Linked DNA regions of Ovis aries: region 2 is linked to region 1. A link is a contact called in public Hi-C data. All regions are on one chromosome and are shown on one strand. Each heading gives the region's core, a stretch centred on a gene start, on an enhancer-like site or on the middle of the called end of the contact. The rest is flanking DNA. Distances are from core to core; before and after follow the strand shown.

Region 1 (6,533 bases), core at 1,626-4,125:
TAGGCCAGGAGCTGGGGTGTCCTCTGGAGACCTTCTAAAAAGGGGACAGGAGGACTCCCTCGGCAGTCCAGTGGTTAAGACTTCACCTTCCAGTGCAGGGGGTGCAGGTTCGAATCCTAATCAGGGAACGAAGATCCCACAAGCAGCTGTTGTGCCTGATCCTCTGTGACCCCATGGACTGCAGCCCACCAGACTCTTCTGTCCATGGGATTTCCTAGGCAAGAGTACTGGACTGGGTTGCCATGCCGTCCTCCAGGGGATCTTGTCAACCCAGGGGTCGAACCCGTATCTCCTGCACTGGCAGGTGCGTTCTTTACCATTGAGCCACCTAGATCCCACATGCCCTGAGCCAAAAAAACAAAACCTAAAACAAGCAACACTGTAACAAAATTCAATAAAGGCTTAAAAAAAATGGTCCACATCAAAAAAATGTTAAAATAAATAAATAAAAAATAAAAAGGGAGAGGAGAAGGAGACACCCTCTGCAAAGCAGGGTTGGTGGTCAAGGGGCTGCAGGCTGGCTGGGCAGCCCAAGGCAAGGCAGGAGTTTCTAGCGCTCCTTCCTTCTCCTGCTAAATCCTCATCCCTCTTGAAAAAGACGTTCTGGGGAATGAAACCAGAGTTTTTTTTAAATTTCCTGAGCTACCACAGCCTTTCTCTTGACAGAGCCAGAGTTGCCAAAACGATTAAGATTAAAATAATCCTGTTATTGTCCTTATGGATCTGCACAAGCATTTCCTTTCTGGTAGGAAGAGAGCTAGTTCCCTGAATTTACTGGTTCTACTGGTTTGGTCCTGGAGCTCCAGTTGAGGCCTCCCCAGGGCAGAATGCTAATCTGGGTTGCCCATCTGGTGCTCTTGATTATTAACAGGAATAATCAACCAGCTTCCCTCATGCCCAGGCTGCAAGCATTCATCTTTAGAAATCAGAGGCCACACTAACATCTCAGCTGATGGTTTCACCTTCCTTTAGCTCATTTCTCAAACCAACTTTGGATGGGGGATAGGATGAGAAACTGAGGCCCTGAGTCAGGGGCAGATTTCCACAAAACTCAAGTTACTTAAGCTTCAAGATTCCCATTTGCTGAAACAATAAAGTATGTGAAAACGATCACTGAAGACATGCTAAGTTTTACCTTTTCTGTCATTACAAACCATCCATCTGTGACTGATTTCAACAAAATGAAACAAGTTCTGGGAAATCATATTTGCAATATTGTGCTCTTTTTCTTGAAGGGGGCTCCTGTGAAAACTGCTGCGGTCCTGCCAGGGTCTCTTGGGCAAGAAGTGGTAAGACGGAGCATCCAAGTCAGTGACTTTTCCCTCCAGCGCCTCTGATCCTTCAGCCTGTCCCTTTCTGCTCCCACCTCACTGTTTTCAAGCGAAAGTGTTGATATCGTCTACCTGCTTTGTTTAATCTGCAAATGCGGGTGGTAGGTTTATGGGAAATAGTTGGCAAGGATCGCCTTACTTTAAAAATAAGCCTGTGATCTCTGTTACGGGGGATTAGACTAACTTATATTGTAAAAGGTGGATATTTCACGGGGATGGATGTCAGCTCACTTAAAGGGAAACTTAAGCCCATCAGAGATTTCAAAGGTGGATGGGTTCTCTGAACAGGCAGGAAGCGCCCAGTCATGAGATATGGGCCGAGAGAAGCTGGAGGCCATTGGTTGCCGAAGAGGCGATTCCATCTTTGGGGAGAGGGTGTTCAGGCAGATGCAGTGTAAGAGGGGACCCTGAGAGCCTGCAGGGGCAAAAGCGTGGAAAGAGCCCAACCAAGCGTGCAGGTGAGTGAACGCAGGAGAGGAGGCCTCAGGACTGAGGATCTGGCTTAGATGCCTGGATGATCTCGGCTATGAGGGCAGCAGGGTATTATGTCAGTTCAGTGTCCCCACGTTTGGGGCGGGTGGTTGTCACCAGGGCTGCTGCTGCTCTTTCGGACCCTACTCCCAGCTCTTCTTCCCTCCGTTGTGATTTCCCATTTCCACTTGCGTTGTCGCTTGGCCCTGACCCTGCTGGGCAGAGAATAAGGTACCTCTCTGTTTCTCCAGCCAGGATCCAGGAAAAAGAACACCTGCTCCTCACCTTGTCACAGGTGCTGCAGAGGCAGAATTTGACACTGGAAGGGATCTGAGAACCCAACCCCTTCACAAGCTGTCAGCTAGTCTGCACACAGAGCAGGGCAGAGCCTCTGTTTTTTCATCTATGACGTGGGAACAATAGTTCCCAGTTCTTGGGATGGGGTGAGGTTTTAATTAGATCTACGGTTCTCAAACTCCAGCCTCCATCACCATCACAGGGAGGGGGCTTTTGTTAAAACCCAGATTTCAGGACCCCCTCTACCCACCCTAGTAGACCTTGAAAGAAGCCTGAAAGGTAGCATTTCAAACCAATTCAAAGGTAATGGGAAAACTCCTGGTTTGAGGGCCAACACTTTGAGAGTCACTGAACTAGACCGAGACGTTCTATATCTTGGCCAGCCCCTCAAAGTCAGGGACCAGCTCTAAATCACTCCCGTTTCTGCTTAGTGACTGCTCAGCACAGGCATGAGGCAGATGCTCTCAACAAGAGCTGTCCGAACTGAATGTTAATGCAAACCAAGCAGGCTCCTCCTCAGAGGCTTTTTCAATGGCCGGCACTGGGTTCTGGTTGCCATGGTGACCGCTGGAGCAGAAGCCAGGAGATAACATAAACACCCGACTTTTCGTAATATTGAGGAGAGCAGGCAAAGGTCTTGTTCCAGCTGCACGTGGACAAAAATGCGGAGGGAGGCAGGAAAGATGGGACTTTCGAAACCTCCCGTTACACAGACACCCTCCCATCTGCTCGGCAGCTGGCCTCAAACCGGGAAGGATTTAAACTTTGGTTGCATAACAGAGAAAGGAACAAAGGGAAGGGGGCTGGGAGGGAGTCTGTCTGTAGGAAACCGGAAAGAGGAGGACATCCTGGTCCCTGGGAACCAATATATAAACTCGGTGACTTAATCCATTAGCCCATTTCGTCCTCACCCAAACCCCAAGAGGGTGCCTTTACAAGGATTCACAGAAGCCGTCCAAGGTCACACAACTGTCTGGGCCTTGGTGTTAATCCAGATTGGAAACTTGATCTGCTGTTGCCAAAGGCCAAGTTTGTTCTTTGATTTCAGGGCTGCCTCTTTGCTGAACTTTGGACGTGGTTTAGAGAACCTAGGAGTGTGGGGGTGGCAGGGAGTCTGTGAGAAATGTTTGGGGAAATTTTAACACCCCAGGGAGCCAGGCTGGTCATCATCCTGGCTTCTCCCTTCAAAACAACTGTCCCTTCCTCCTTTATCTGCTTTTGTGTTTGAATCTACCTGAGCTGTGCTATGCGATGGACATGCTATCCCCCACACTGTTCTGGTCACGTTAACCCCACAAGGCAGTGGTTCTCATATTCCAATGCGGAAAAAAGTGAAACTTATTTAAAATGTCAATTTCTGCCTGGCCTCCAGAGATTCTGATCCGACAGCTGCAGGTGGGGATGCCTTAGGAACTGGGAGTTTTAATAGGCCCATGACGATTCTGATGTAGGGGACTGGTGCCCTTTGAGACATCCAGCCCGGGCCTCCGCTGTCTCCTGTACCTACGCGGTCCATCTGGAGCCCCCACTTTCAGTGACTTCTCATTCTAGCTCCCTGGCTGCCTCTGCGCTCCTCTCCTCCTAGCTATTTCCCGGGAACAATTCATGTTGTTGCCGAACTCTGGCTTCAGACTGCATGTCCACAGTTGCCCCCAACTGGTCAGCTCACCCTGTAACCAGCAGGCCCCCACACACCTAGCTGGCTTAGTAAACCCCACAGTCGAAGCCTCCGATCTATTTTCTAAAGATCTGGCTCCTGAGTAGCCAGAGAGCCTTTGGTCAGGCTGAGCCAGCCGCCCCTGACCTCAGAAGGAACTACGATGTCTGCCCTTTGTAAAAGAGGTTTGGGCAGAAGATCATCCCATTGACAAGAGAAAGATTAGATTTTGGGCATGAACCAATCAGACGGGGCTGCTTCATTTCCCTGCCTTAGTTTTCCCATCTGTAAAATGGGGGCAAGACCAAGTGCTCATCAGAGACTTTCAGAAAGTTCAGAGTCCCCCCGGGGAAGAGGTCAGGCAGGAGGTTTGGCCAGGGGCTTAGGGGCTTAGCCTGAAGAATTGGGGCTTCAGGCTCCTTCTCCTGCTCCTCTTTGATGACAGGGCTCACCTGTGTCCTGGCCTTCTGCCCTGATGTCACAGAGCCATCCTTTGAGCATCATAACAAACCTCAGAACGCCTGGGAAAAGCGGGCGGGACAGGGTTTTTCCTCCCCATTTTGTTCAGGAGGAAACTGATTTCTTATCTAAAGAGGCCAGGCATCTGGTGAGCAGCCGAAGCAGAATTTGGCTTCTAATCTCGGGGTGGAGGGTCTGTGTGTGTGTGTGTGCACGTGTGTGCTTAATCGTTCAGTTGTGTTCAACTCTGCGACCCCATGGACTGCAGCCCGCCAGGCTCCTCCGTCCATGGGGATTCTCCAGACAAGAATCCTGGAGTGGGTTGCATGCCCTCCTCCAGAGAATCCTCCCAACCCAGGGACTGAACCTGCGTCTCCTGCGTTGCAGGCAGATTCTTTACTGCTGAGCCACCAGGGAAGCCTGTATGTCTGTGCTTTGTGACCACCTCATCCCTGGCCCTGTAGGTAGACAGGGCAGCTCCTTTGAACATGCCTGGCGTGAGTTCCTGCTCAAGAAACTCCTTTCCTTCCTGTAAAGCAGGAACTTGGAGCTAGTCTGAGACTGCGCCCATGAAGGAGAAAGCTGGAGTCGGAGAGAGCAGGGAGGAGTCAGGCCGACTGAACCCTCCAAGGCAGGCACTGCCCTGGGAAAGGACGAGGGGAGCCCGCACCAGTGTGGAAACGGTACCACTCTGAGGCGAGAGTTGCACGGAGCTCCCTCGCCCAGCCCCCATCAGGCTGGGAGAGTTTTCCCTGGGGAAGGGTGGCTCCCGTGGTTGGGGTGAAGCTGGGTGGATTTAGATGCTTGACACACTCACTGGGGCTTCCCTGGTGGCTCAGCAGTAAAGAATCTGCCTGCAATGCAGGAGACACAGGTTTCATCCCTGCGTCGGGAAGATCCCCTGGAGGAGGACATGGCAACCCACTCTAGTATCCTCGCCTGGAGAATCCCATGGACAGAGGAGCCTGGTGGGCTACAGTCCATGGGGGTCCCAAAGATTCAGACACGAGTGAAGCGACTGAGCACGTACGCACGCAAGCTCACATGCACGCATGCACGCACGATACACTCAGTGGTGAAAACAAGGCCCGGGTCACTTACTCTGAGCCTCTGCTTACTCATCTGTCCAGTGGGGATCATAGTGGACACTTGAGATTTGTGGTAACAGTGCTTAGGATCTAGGTGGTGCTCAGTAAATAGGAATTAGCTCTTCCTTTCATCACTGCAAGGGCTCAGCAAATCTTTGGGTCTGTAGAGCAAGGAAAGGCTTCAAGGGATCAGACTGATCAGAAGGTACGAATACGAGGTACAGCCCTTGGCTCTGTGGGATGTAAAAGTTTCTGTTGCAAGGACTTCCCTGGTGGTCCAGTGGCTAAGACTCTGTGCTCCCAATGCTGGGGGCCTGGGTTCAATCCCTGATCAGGGAAATAGATCCCCACATGCTGCAACTAAGACCTGGCACAACCAAATAAATATATATTTTTAAATGCTTCTGCTGCAAAGAGAAGCTTTGCTTTAAGGGCCAGTTTCTGCCCCCTTCCCCAGCCCCTAGGTTGACTGTCTATTGTAAGTGCCCGGAGTTTTCACGCTGTTCACATTCAAAAGAACCTTGGGTTGCAGAGTGTGGGACAGCACTGCCCACAGCAGAGAAAGGCCCACTATACTAACGGTCCCTGTCTCTCCCTTAGACTAAGATCACACCTACCTGATGAGTACTTGATTTGGTGGTACCCGCACCTTCACCTGGACAAATCTTCTCCCGTTCTCTTCAGGGGACACCGCCCTTCCAAAACCAACAGAGCAGCTGTCAGGACAGGTCACAAAATCCTTGTCCTGCCCTGACCTCTGTCCAGTCCCGTCTCCCCCTCGCCCCAGCCTTGGCTCTGGCTCCCATCCCTCACTCTCGTTCATCCAAGTCCAAGCTCCTTAACTCCAGGCTGCCTATCCTGAATCCTCTAAGGCTCATCCTGCAAATGCCTCCATGCTGCTTTCATTTGGCAGAATCTGGGGAAGGGGAGGGGCTTCCCAGGTGGCTCAGTGGTAAAGAATCTGCCTGTAATGCAGACCTGGGTTTGATCCCTGGGTTGGGAAGATCCCCTGGAGGAGGGCATGGCAACCCACTCTTGCCTGGATAATCCCATGGACAGAGGAGCCTCGCAGGCCACAGTCCATGGGATTGCACAGAGTTGGACACAACGGAGTGACTGAACATACACGCTCGCACGCACAGGGTTAGAGAGGCAGAGAGAGGAGTCTTCTGAGACAGACCTGCCCTGGAGGGACTCCAGACTGATGAGGGACAGGTACTCTGAAGATAT
Region 2 (6,533 bases), core at 1,863-4,362, 37 kb after region 1:
CTTTAGAATGGACTGGTTGGACCTCCTTGCAGTCCAAGGGACTCTCAAGAGTCTTCTCCAACACCACAGTTCAAAAGCATCAATTCTTTGGCGCTCAGCCTTCTTCACAGTCCAACTCTCACATCCATACATGACCACAGGAAAAACCATAGCCTTGACTAGACAGACCTTTGTTGGCAAAGTAATGTCTCTGCTTTTGAATATGCTATCTAGGTTGGTCATAACTTTTCTTCCAAGGAGTGTCTTTTAATTTCATGGCTGCAGTCACCATCTGCAGTGATTTTGGAGCCCCCAAAAATAAAGTCTGACACTGTTTCCACTGTTTCCCCGTCTATTTGCCATGAAGTGATGGGACCGGATGCCATGATCTTTGTTTTCTGAATGTTGAGCTTTAAGCCAACTTTTTCACTCTCCTCTTTCACTTTCATCAAGAGGCTTTTTAGCTCCTCTTCACTTTCTGCGTAAGGGTGGTATCATCTGCATATCTGAGGTTATTGATATTTCTCCCTGCAATCTTGATTCCAGCTTGTGCTTCTTCCAGCCCAGCGTTTCTCATGATGTACTCTGCATAGAAGTTAAATAAGCAGGGTGACAATATACAGCCTTGACGTACTCCTTTTCCTATTTGGAACCAGTCTGTTGTTCCATGTCCAGTTCTAACTGTTGCTTCCTGGCCTGCATACAGATTTCTCAAGAGGCAGGTCAGGTGGTCTGGTACAGACCTAATATATAGTATATATATTATATAGTATATATATATATATATATACACTATATATAATATAAAGATTGAATCAGACCTGCTCTGTTTGGGGTGGGGGAGACTCACTTGGCTAGTCTTGATGAACCCCATTTTTTTCTGTGTCTAATTTTTACATGTAAGAACATGAAAGCCTCCTTCCTGCCAGTAAGGGATTTGCCTAGCTGGCGATAGGCCTGTGGCAAGAGCCTGGTCTGGTTAAAAACTTCCTCTATATGCTCACAGCCTTTTATTTTCTTCTGTTGCTGACAGGTGTTGCTTTTGGCCCTGTGAGCTCTGTCCTGTTTGGTTTTCCTGCTTCCCACTAAGTGCAAAAGAATGACTGACGGAAAGGTGGATTGCACAGGGCTCCCAGAGTCTCCCTCGGGGGCCTATGGGGACCTCAGACTGTCTCACGGTCAGCCCCCCACACTTGAAATGGAAAACACCCACCAGGCAGAGTGGTCAAATTTCTTCCATCTGAATATTTCACATGCAGAGTAGAGTGATTTTATGCAGCAAGGTCTTGATTCCCTGACCTTGCCAAGGTGCCTCGGGGCATCATTGCTGGCACCCAGACGTGCTCTGAGAGACTCCACATCTGTGCCCCTGAGCGCAGCTTGAGGTGTTTCGCAGTATCAGTGTGAGATCTGCATTCCTTTTGACTCTGTGTGTGTCTTTGCAAAGCTGGGTTTTTGTAAGTTGTTGGGATCCAACTACTCCTAAATGGAACTCTCCTGTATGTCTCTTGGCCTAGGGATACCATATACTCAGATGCCAAGGGCTTCACAAGCCAAGAAAGTCAGGGGACCTCAGTCCTGGAGGATTGCTGCATGGGCCTGCTCCCAGCCCCTGAGTTCTTTGCAGTCTGTAGGCTTCATGTCGGCTGTCCATCTCAGAGCTGTGGGGACCCCAGGTCTGAGTGCTGCGGTTGACTCGCGTGTGCAGCGAGAAGCCGTCTAGTTTTGTGGGTGTCAGTCCCCCCTTGGTAAAGTACGGGGGCCGGGCAGCCTGAGTCAGCAAGGCGGTGGGACAGGAAGGTGGTTCATGCAATTGATACATCCTGTGTGTTTCGATGAATTCATTGACTCTTTTCATTCCGTGAGAACTTTTTTCCAGCCCTAGATGATGTGCCAAGCACTGTGCCGGGAAAGTGTGATACACACCCCCCACCCGGGAAGTGACAGTTGAGCCAAGGTCTGAGGACTGAGTGGGGAGCAGGTAGAAGGAGAACATCCCAGGCCCAGGTCAAGGCCCTGCGGGCGGGGACACAGGCTGGAGGGGAGGGCAGGTGGGCTCGTGTACACCTCAGTGGGTCGTTGGTGGTTTAACAGTTTGTTCTCGCTTTCAGCCCCCAGGCACGTGGCTCTGATCCTAGTAGGGAAGCACGAGGTGAAGGGTTTCCTGACTTCCTCCTTGCCAGCCTCCCAACCCTTCCTTCTTACCACGAGCCAGGTACCCAGGTGTCGGGGGGACTGTTTGTCCCTCGGGAACTGGGGACAGAACAGAGAGATGTGTCCACTCCATCCCCCGGCTTGGGTGAGTGGCGAGCAAACCTCGCCCCCCTGGAGCCTCCCGGCCTCCGGTGGAAATCAGATGCTCTCTGGGGTCCTTTCCACCGCCCTCTGCGGCTCTGGTCTGTCTGACATTTTGCATCTCAGAGCTGTGGGGACCCCAGGTCTGAGTGCTGCGGTTGACTCGCGTGTGCAGCGAGAAGCCGTCGTTTAGTTTTGTGGGTGTCAGCCCCCCTTGGTAAAGTACGGGGGCCGGGCAGCCTGAGTCAGCAAGGCGGTGGGACAGGAAGCTGGCAGTCTTTGCGGGGGGCTCTCCTGGGTCAGCATGTCGGCCCTGGCGGGACCCCAGGCGGGCTCCAAAACCATGAGGACAGGCCCCTCCACAGCAGAAGCCTCGTGGGTGCACCAGTCGCCACTGCCAGAGCGAGTAGAGAGACGTGACTAACCCTGAGTAAACATTCCGTGTGTTTATAAGTCAGTTCTTTAAACAGTGCTTTCTGGTACTCGAGTTAAGATTGTCTTTTCACATCAGATACCGGAAAGGGTGAGCTGAGGTGATCTCGGGAACTCAGCCCCTGAGACCAGCCCCTCAGATTAGTGACCAAGCTGAGAAGCAGGCTGGAGGGCCACTCTGGAGGGCCCATTCCCGGCCCTCAGCTGACCCGGGCCCCCCACCCCCCCCACCGTGGTTCCCTGAAGGCAGTGACAGCGAATGGAAGTCACGTGTGAAGTAATCTCGCAGTGCCCTCCTCACGGAGCTGTGACTCAGGCATTTCTGACTGCGCCTGGAGCCGTGGTTGCGCTGAGAGCCCGCCACTGGATAGGAGCAGCGATTGCAAAAGGGCAGTGACGTTGCGGAGCCAGCCCGGCCTTGGTGGCAAGAGCAGAAGTGCACCGCGGGAGTGTCTGGGCCTCTGTTGGCTCATCTGTACATACCTGCCAGGTTTCAGTGGTGGAAGGACCAGTCGAGCACCTTTTGAGGGGACTAACTAGGTTGGTGTGGTGGGGGGCCCCGAGAACACCATCAGGAACTAAGCCAGTCGGTGTGTGTTGGGGGGTGGGTTCCCCCAGGACCGCTCTCTGCCTCAGTGACGCAGGAGGACACACAGAACTTGGCAAACCTGCGTTCCTCCCAGTCATAGGTGATTAGGGCCGAGGGAGACAGCAGAGGGAGGCGCGAAAGGACAGTCCAGCAGGAGCCGGGCTCTCCTCCGGGGCAGCCACACCACGTGCTCCACCGGCAGCCACGTGTGGCCACACGTCTTAAGTGCTGCTAGCTGGCAAGGCCCCCTCGAGCCTTGGCATCCAGGGTTCTTACTGAGAATCAGTCTCGAAGGCCTGGGGCGCCCCCATGTCTGAGCTCACCTCTTGAGTCTCCAGCACCTGAGAGGTCCCAGCAGAACAATGTGACTCAGAGCCTCAGGTGTTCCTCTAAGCCGCAGCATTAGCATAAACTGTCTGGGTGACCCAAGGTCTCGGGTATGCGGGTATGTGGAGACATTCTTATCAGGCGGCACATTCCAAGGGCTCAGAGGTTTCCGTGGAGCTGTCCAAGGGCCAGTCCCTGAAGACCTGTGGAGCGTGGTGGGTTCGGGGCATCCCGGGCCTGCCGGGGAAAGGGAAGCTGCGCCCCGCTGTGTCCTTGTGGGGCTGAAGCAGGCTGGTGTGTGGAACCCGTGGCTCCTTCTCAGGTCACCGGAGGCCCGGTCCTGGTTCCAGCCTGTGCCCAGGTGCGCCCGGGGCTGAGCAGGCACCACGCGGGCTGTGTGCTCGCTCAGTTCTGGTCCCGGGGCTCTGCCTGTTGCTGCAGCCCTTGGGGTGTACAGCCCAGACCGAAGCCTTCAGGGGGCTCCCCAGCAGACCCCAGGCGGCCCCTGCTGACGTCTGTCCTCCTTTCTCTGGACAGATTCCTGATGAACATGGGAGACTCCAACATGGATGCCGGCACCACCACGCCTGAGACGGTGGCCGAAGAAGTGTCCCTTTTCAGCACGACAGACATGATCCTGTTTTCTCTCATCGTGGGCGTCATGACATACTGGTTCCTCTTCAGGAAGAAAAAAGAAGAAGTCCCCGAGTTCACCAAGATTCAGACCACGTAAGTGACAACGCTCAGGGCCCACCCCCCCGAGCACGTCTCTGCCGTCCTCCCAGCAGTGCTCAGGCAGGAGCGAGCCGGCTGAGAGGGGCAGGGCCCCGTGCAGCGTCTTGAGTTTTGCCTGACTGGTGGGCTCTGCTTCTGGTCTAGCTTCATAAGCGCTTCTGTTACGCTGCCCCTCACACCGGTCAAGGCCCTTTGACGCCTGTCTCACATTCAGGCCTCGCAGGAACCAGTCAGAGCAGAAGCCACCATGCGCCAACAGGTAGCCTGGTGCTCTGGCACACCAGGGCCTCAGCACAAGGCTCCCAGTTAACGTCTCACTCCAGGCCCCTGACCGGGCCTTTCGCAAACACACGGGCTTACCGAGGCACCGTCCTCAGGGCCAGGGCGCAAGTTTCCGGTCCTTTTGGGATTCCCTTGACTCCTTTTCATTGTTGACAAGGACAGAGTTGCAGTTTGATGCTACCTTAACATGCCTTATCACCTAACAGCTGCTCATTTCTCTTTTTATTTTATTTTAAAAATTCATTTATTTTAATTGGAGGATAATTTCCTTTCTCTTTTTAAATGAAGAGAGGAGCCTGGAGCTTAGAGATTGGTTGCGGTCAGGGGTTGGCGACAAAGTAAGAGAAAAGCTATTTTTCCCTCCTCTACCGTCAGTGCTCAGACTGAATGCTCCTTTGACCAAGCAGTTCTCCAGCTCTCTGGACCCCAGCTGGGTGTGACACTGTCTCCTGAAGTTAGCATCAGCTCCCCCAGGTTACGGGCTCAGCCCCACAGGCCTGCCCCCTGCCCCCCTCAGACAGCCGTCAACAAGTCGGGGTGCCAGCAACTACCTGGGTCAGAGGTTCCCATAACCTCGTGCTCGGGTTTGATTAATTTGCTAGAGGGGTTCACGGAACTCAGGAAAACATCTTTCTTACTAGATCACCCGCTTAGTGTGATTTATTTATTTATTTTTATTTTTTTTTAGTGTGATTTAGTAAGAATAAAAGAAATAGCCAGATGGAAGTGAGGCATAGGGCAAGGTGTGGGGAAGGGGCCCGGGGCTCCCCTGCCCCTGTGGGCTGCCACCTGCCCAGTCCCTCTGTGTCGTCAGCAGCTCCAGGACTGTCCAAACCCCATCCTTTTGGGTTTTTGTGGAGGTTTCGTTGTGCGTGCATATTGATTAAATCATTGACTGTTGGGCAGTAATGCAGCCTCCAGGCCCGCTCCCCTCCCCAGAGGTCACTCACCCTACATGCAGGGACCCCGCCCTCACGGGGCTCTTGTGGGTGATGTCTGTGACATCTACTAGCTCCAGTCCTGCCACTTGGCAGCTGCTTAGGCGTTTGTGTCGCAAAGTGTTTCATACCGAGCACTGCGCTGGATGCCGCAGGTATGCAAGGATGGCCTTTATGTTAAAGAAGCCAGCAAGTCAGGACTTGGAAAGGTACTTTAAAAAATGGTTTCTGAAACACTTTCAGCTCAGCAGAGTGGGTGGCCTCATCGCTCATGATGGAGGGAGAGGTGAGCAGGTGGGAGACACAGGCTGTGGGGTCTCTACTGAGGCATCCCCTCTTGGAGAGGTCAGAAGAGTGTGCTGCAGGAAGGGGGCCACATTCCAAGACTTTAGGGGCTTAGCCAGCAGAAGGTCAGAGCCGGGCAGGGAGGCTGGCAGGCGAGCGGAGGCCAGCCTGTACCCCTGGAACTGGACAGGTACATTCGTGGTGTGGCAAAGTATTCTTGGTGAAAAGGTATGGCACTCAAGATAAGAGGACCAGTGCCCCGGTCCCAGTTTAAAGGGGCCTTGCGTCTGCTCGTCTGTAAGATGCAGGCATGTCCCCACCCCTGCCCCCGAGGGAGGCTGTGCCATGAGAGAGCCTGGAGCCGCCGTTCTCGCGTTACCAGGGTCCCTGGGCTGGCTAGGTGGACTCGCAACAGAAGTCCTAGGCTTTACAGAGTCACAGATTCGAATGGTTTTCCTTTGCCAAAGTGCTGGGACTCTGTCTCCCTCTGCACAGTCCTCAAATTTTCACCCTACATGTTTCAGTCCCCTCTCGTCCCTCATGGTTTCACGCGGAATCCCTTGTGGCCAGGGTCCTGCAGGTACGCTGTAAGAGAAGCTGCCATAGAGCAGTGGTTAGGGTCTGGGCCCTGAGCCCACCCCACCCCGTATTTGTCTTGTGACATTTGCCCT

Evidence for each region. A called contact is a pair of places that touch in the nucleus more often than the background predicts.
Region 2: a Hi-C map of liver shows a contact between it and region 1, with 2.0 times the contacts expected there. The contact joins two enhancer-like sites. A contact is called at or near these places in 3 of 16 Hi-C or Micro-C datasets (blood, liver and muscle).

Annotation. Positions count from the first base shown.
Region 1 is chr24:34,593,191-34,599,723 of ARS-UI_Ramb_v3.0, forward strand. LOC101115252 (NADPH--cytochrome P450 reductase) reads left to right here. Exons shown (of 17, transcript XM_027961642.2): 2 at 1,236-1,289. Among named protein-coding and RNA genes, the nearest start is that of RHBDD2, 30 kb to the left of the region's middle. Within about 2 kb of position 2,876, at least 26 of the 54 cell types and tissues checked have an H3K27ac peak or open chromatin away from gene starts, as enhancers often do. A contact at or near this core is called in liver, where this site is marked.
Region 2 is chr24:34,630,024-34,636,556 of ARS-UI_Ramb_v3.0, forward strand. It overlaps LOC101115252 (NADPH--cytochrome P450 reductase), which reads left to right. Exons shown (of 17, transcript XM_027961642.2): 3 at 4,160-4,351. The coding sequence starts at 4,167. Among named protein-coding and RNA genes, the nearest start is that of TMEM120A, 33 kb to the right of the region's middle. Within about 2 kb of position 3,113, at least 20 of the 54 cell types and tissues checked have an H3K27ac peak or open chromatin away from gene starts, as enhancers often do. A contact at or near this core is called in liver, where this site is marked.